Linked DNA regions of Mus musculus: region 1 is linked to region 2. Evidence: chromatin contacts called from public Hi-C data. All regions are on one chromosome and are shown on one strand. Each heading gives the region's core, a stretch centred on a gene start, on an enhancer-like site or on the middle of the called end of the contact. The rest is flanking DNA. Distances are from core to core; before and after follow the strand shown. Region 1 overlaps Pde4b (phosphodiesterase 4B, cAMP specific). Region 2 overlaps Pde4b (phosphodiesterase 4B, cAMP specific).

Region 1 (2,700 bases), core at 57-2,556, 110 kb after region 2:
TTCCTGGTGTCAGTTTCAGTTTGTAAAATACGTGTCATGCTTCAGTTCAGCATTGTGACAATAGTTAAAGAAAATGGCACAAAATGTGCATGACCAATGGGTTCGTACGTCTGTAACACTGCATTGTTCCAGGTGGACGTTATATTGTTTTCAAAAGTTTCTCACAATGTATGTTATAATATTATTACTATTATATATTGTGCTCAAATGCATTCTTAAGAGACTTTTATATGAGCTGAATAAACAAAAGCATGAATAAATTAGATTGTAGCCCCATTCATTTCAAGGTCAACTCAAATATATTAAAGCAGGGTTGTTTTCTTCTTCTTCTTCTTCTTCTTCTTCTTCTTCTTCTTCTTCTTCTTCTTCTTCTTCTTCTTCTTCTTCTTCTTCTTCTTCTCCTCCTCCTCCTCCTCCTCCTCCTCCTCCTCCTCCTCCTTCTCCTTCTCCTCCTCCTCTTTCTTCTTCCTCTTCTTCTTCTTCTCCTTCTTCTCCTACTCCTCCTCCTCCTCCTCCTCCTCCTCCTCCTCCTCCTCCTCCTTCTTCTTCTTCTTCTTCTTCTTCTTCTTCTTCTTCTTCTTCTTCTTCTCCTTCTTCTCCTTCTTCTCCTTCTTCTCCTTCTTCTCCTTCTTCTCCTTCTTCTTCCTCTTCTTCTTCCTCTTCCTCTTTACCGTACTTCACAAAAAAGCAAGCCACTTTGCTCATCCAAATCACAACTGAAGTTTTGTATTCTCTGTGTCCAAAAAGTCCCATGGCTCAGAGCATTTTGTTTTCTTCTCAGCAGATTATTCACCCAGCTCCTCAGTACAGGAAGGAGGGTGGTGAAGACTAACAAGCAAAACCACTTTGTTCATCTTGAACCATTTCCTTCTACCTCTTTAGAATTCTGAAGAGTTTAATCTCTTAGGTAAATAAGAGGCATCTTTAGCTGGGCTGTGTAGGCTACCACAGTGACTCACAGAATTGAATCCTAGTACATTAGCTCAATGTAGAGAAACCTGTTGATTCATTTGGCATACAAGGAGTCTGAAATCTAAAAGAGTCACCTAGACCACAACCTTCAGAGCACATAAAAATATTCGTGGACACCCCAGCCGACTGTCTGTGCCTTTGCTAGTAGGTTATACTGTTCTAGAAAGAACTAAATGTTATCAAGTGTTAAAGTCATCATCTTAAAATAAGTCATCCCGAGTGCGTGTGTGCTTGCGTAGGAGGTGACAAAGACTCAGTGAGTAGCTCTTACTAACTTAGCCACAGAGAAGTAAGTGGCCTGTGGCGAGGAGAGAGTCTGCTCTAGAGGAATTCCTCGGTAAGAGGAAATTGCTGAATTTCTTTAGAAAATCAAAAGCTTGCCTGTTAGTTCTAGCCAGGACTTCCCTACCATCCAGTTTCTGACTGGACATTGTTATCTGATACAATGGCAAAACGGAATTGGTTACAGTTTGTATAAAAAGTATAGCTGATGATTATGCCTAAGAATGTTCTCTGTTCTGTTTTCTACTAAAGTGTCCTTAGCATGGAAAATGTGCATGTTTGTTAATGCTATTTGGATTCTAGTTTGCTCCAGAGCCCTACCTGAAGTGGCTCTTCCTAGAGGCCTACACACCAGACTTTTAATTCTCCCCAGCTGACAGTAATGTAGGGAAAGAGTAGTGACCCCACTGGTTCTGTCTCCAAGGCATGCAGGCCTGAAGCCTTCGGTAGTCACTGTGAACCCCATGACCTCAGCATGGCATGCTCTGTGGGATGGTTTTCCAGCAATGAGTTTGGGCCTTGCTTAGTTTTATTCTTCCCACTGACTTCTCCTTTAATTTCTGCTCGTTTTAAAACTTATTTATCTAAATTTTATGAGTATGGGTGTTTTGTCTGCATGTATGTCTATGCTCTAGATGCACATCTGGTGCCCACCGAGGCCAGAAGAGGGCAGGCATCGGGTAGTCTGGGACTGGAGCTACAGACAGCTATGAGCCATTATGTATGTATCCTAGTTTAATATCTCCTGCCAATAAGACACTTTGACAAAGACAGCTGAGGAAAAAAGGGGGTTTAATTGGCACAAAATTCCAAGTTTCAGTCTTTACCATGGGAAAATCAGAATAGAAAGACCTTGAAATAGCTAGTCACATCCCCAGGTTCTCTTATCCTGAGTCATCAAGCCTCCACTGGACCTAGGGGCCCCCCTCCCAGTGATGCCAGATAAGGCAATCAATGCTCTGCTACATATCCAGCTGGAGCCATGAGTACCCCCTGGTACTCTTTAGTTGGTGGTTTAGTCCCTAGAAGCTTTGGATGGTCTAGCTGGTTGATACTGTTGTTCTTTTTATGAGGTTGCAAGCCCCTTTAGCTCCTACAGTCCTTGCCCTAACTTCCTAATTGGGGTCCCTGCGCTCAGTCCAATGTTTGGCTATGTATTTCCTTTAGACAGCAGCAATTCTGGGTTGAAATTTTGCAGATAGGTGGATGGCCCCATCCCTCAACCAGGGGGCCATGCCTAACTTCTGGATATGGTTTCAACAGGTTCTCCCTCCCCTATGTGGGGTATTTCAGCTAATGTCATCCCCATGGGGTCCTGGGAGCTCTTGCTCTTCTAGCATCTGGGACTTTCTGGTTGCTACCCCAAGATCCCCATTCCACACTGCTACACACCTCTGTTCAACTTCCTGACCCTCCATCTCCTCCCATACCTGATTCTTCCCCTCT
Region 2 (2,728 bases), core at 136-2,635:
ATTCTCCTTGCAGGTTCTTGCCAGCTTGCGAAGTGTAAGAAACAACTTCACCCTGCTGACGAACCTTCATGGAGCGCCGAACAAGTAAGCCTCGTTGTTCTGCAGAATTTTAGTTCCCTCCCACAACAGCACAGAACGCTGAAGGACACTGGACTCAAACATTAGAGACCAGCCCTATAAGCTGAGTCACAACACACAACCCATCTGGAAATATACAGTCTAAGGGCCAAGAAGTTCTCTTGCGTTTCAAAGATCATCATAGCCTCAGAGGGTCATAGAACCCACGATCTTGGCAAAGGTTAGGAGAGGTTTGCAAACCCATGCATTCAACCTCTGGTTTAGAGAAGGAAATCTTGAGTGTCAGGAATCTGGCAACTAGCTTGTGGATGTACCATGGGTTAGAGAAACATTGGATCTGAGGCTTGATTCTCTTGCTTTCCAGTCAGTAGTTACCACAGCAGGATCTATATTCAGTCTTTGTTAAGTGGTCCATCCATCATTTGTTTGACTTCATCCAGATTCTGATGAGGCAGGTAATAGGAAGTGCAGGTAGAGCCTAATTGGACAATTATCCTCCTCTCACTGTCCTGTGGTTTGTTCTGCAGTAAGTCTCCTTGCAAGAGGAAGTTGCATACTGCTGTGGCATCTCTCCTATCCCGGTCTCTCCACTGTTCTGCAGGCTCTCACCAGAGAGCATTATCTTACACACTATTTGTGTGATCATGCCCATCTTTGGCTAGGGCATTGCAGGGGACCACTCTTTGGGATGAAAAGTAGATGCTTATACATTGTAGCTAAGATGCCTCACCACCCAGATTAAATTAACATGATGGAACATTGGTTGTAGTATATTTAGAAAAAAAGAAATAGTTGAGCATTCCCTATCAAAAAAATCCAAAATTCAGGCTTTTTGAACTCTGATATGATGCCAAGAATGAAGAGATCCACATCTGGCCTCGAGTGATCGCTTGCACAGAGTTGCACTATGAGATCGCCATTGGGTTATTTATGGAATGTGCACATAAAACAAATGAATTTTCTATTCAGTCTTGATTCCCTTCCCTAAGATTTCTCACCATGCAGATTAAGATATTCCAGAATCTGAGATATAAACAAAAAAGCAAATCTGAAACTTTCAACACTCAGGGACACCCAGCCAATATGTGGAACTTGGGTTTGGAGCTTTGCTTCCTATTTATTCACTTAATAATCCATCCCTTGAATATTTATTTCATACATACTATTCATCCATGCCTGCATGTACCTAATTGCACAGATACTTACTGGCCATTCACTTTATATCAAGCACTGATGATCTCATAGTGGTCCACACAGCTAAGGTCTCTGCTCCTTTGTGGCTTATGTGCTAACAGGAAGTGCCGGTGATTAATCAGTGAGCAGTCAGATCACATCTCTGTCACATGGGCTGGAGCAACTGGGACCCAGGAGTTTTCTGTCTATTCCCCTCTACACTTTCTGCCTAGACTGTCTTCTTATACCTGTCACAGTCAGATTAGCCATGTTCTGACATCTTTTAGGTTGAGTGTCATCTTTTTCAATATGCTTTTCTGATCCTGCTAAGCCTACCTGAGTGATCTCTATTTGGCCCAAAGGCATGCTAATGACCTAACACACTGTCTTTACTGGAAATTAGGAATTTCCTTACCATTGCGTGTTGTTCTCCGGGTAATTGGTTTCTGGGACTATTCATATTGGCCACACATTCAGTTCTGGAATCTGCTTAGAATCATTCTGCTTGGAAATCATATACGTGGGCAAGTTAATTATCTTTTCTGGATCTTGGTTTCCTAAACTGTAAGATAAGGTTGTATGGGGATTAAGTGAATTAATATTCAGAAAGCACTCAACTGGCATATAGCATAGTAACTGTAAGCTATTATAACTGATAATTCATCTTACTGAACCTAGAAGGGTTTTCATATCAATTATCTCAGCAATGGCCTCCACAAGCAATAGTCGTGACAGATATTATTACTTCCACTTTACAGATAAGGAGTCAAGGCTGAGATTAAATGACCTGACTATGATCAACCACACAGCTTCTAGTGAGCACCTGTTCACTCCCCCTGGGTGCAGAAAAAGTCCTTGGACAGCTTAAACGTTTATGTAGGAGCCATGTAAGAAACAGAGGACAATCAGAGAAGCTAAAGGCAAACATTAACTAAGCCAGTGTCCTTAAGAATGTAGCCCCAGGTCAGAATGTTACAGGTGGGACAAGGAAGAAATGATGAGTAGATTTCACAAGCTTCTTTAGTATAACCACATTTGAGACCAAACTGATGTGTTACACAGATCCAAGTAGACATGGGGCTGGCATGATATTTTCAATGCTATTTGTTAGCATAGGTGTGGCTGTTCCTCCTCTATCAGTAGCATTAGAGACAGCCTAACCCTGATAATTGATACATTGAAGCTGCTTCCTTAAAAATTGGGTCTTCACATCGCTGTGTGTTCTGGATTACACAAAGCTCTGGGAAACAGGTATCTTAAGACCCTAAACAAATATCGTGCACAGAATGTACCTAGAGGCATGATCACCCTCACACTGAGAACCATCTCTCAAACCAGGACGCCTTGTGTCACATTTGTCCAAGACAAGACATATTTATAAAAGGGAGTATGTCTCCAGCAGTTAGCCCTCGGCATCTGCTGATCTTCTTGCAAGTCCATATCTGTGTTTTATAGAGTTAGTCTTGCCATGTATTGT

The links. A called contact is a pair of places that touch in the nucleus more often than the background predicts.
Region 1: a Hi-C map of bone marrow-derived macrophages shows a contact between it and region 2, with 41 read pairs. The contact joins two enhancer-like sites. A contact is called at or near these places in 1 of 39 promoter capture datasets (hippocampal neurons), 2 of 15 datasets of contacts at CTCF or cohesin (large pre-B cells and pro-B cells), 20 of 484 Hi-C or Micro-C datasets (the 63-12 cell line, the C10 cell line, Th1 cells and 13 more) and 12 of 115 datasets of contacts at active chromatin or transcription factors (the 230-238 cell line, the HPC-7 cell line, the NIH/3T3 cell line and 8 more).

The regions. Positions count from the first base shown.
Region 1 is chr4:102,607,000-102,609,699 of GRCm38.p6, forward strand. It overlaps Pde4b (phosphodiesterase 4B, cAMP specific), which reads left to right. Exons shown (of 15, transcript NM_019840.2): 15 at 1-263. Among named protein-coding and RNA genes, the nearest start is that of Gm52667, 39 kb to the left of the region's middle. Within about 2 kb of position 1,307, at least 50 of the 459 cell types and tissues checked have an H3K27ac peak or open chromatin away from gene starts, as enhancers often do. A contact at or near this core is called in Th1 cells, bone marrow-derived macrophages and effector CD8 T cells, where this site is marked.
Region 2 is chr4:102,497,741-102,500,468 of GRCm38.p6, forward strand. It overlaps Pde4b (phosphodiesterase 4B, cAMP specific), which reads left to right. Exons shown (of 15, transcript NM_019840.2): 4 at 14-84. Among named protein-coding and RNA genes, the nearest start is that of Gm52668, 16 kb to the right of the region's middle. Within about 2 kb of position 1,386, at least 28 of the 459 cell types and tissues checked have an H3K27ac peak or open chromatin away from gene starts, as enhancers often do. A contact at or near this core is called in Th1 cells, bone marrow-derived macrophages and effector CD8 T cells, where this site is marked.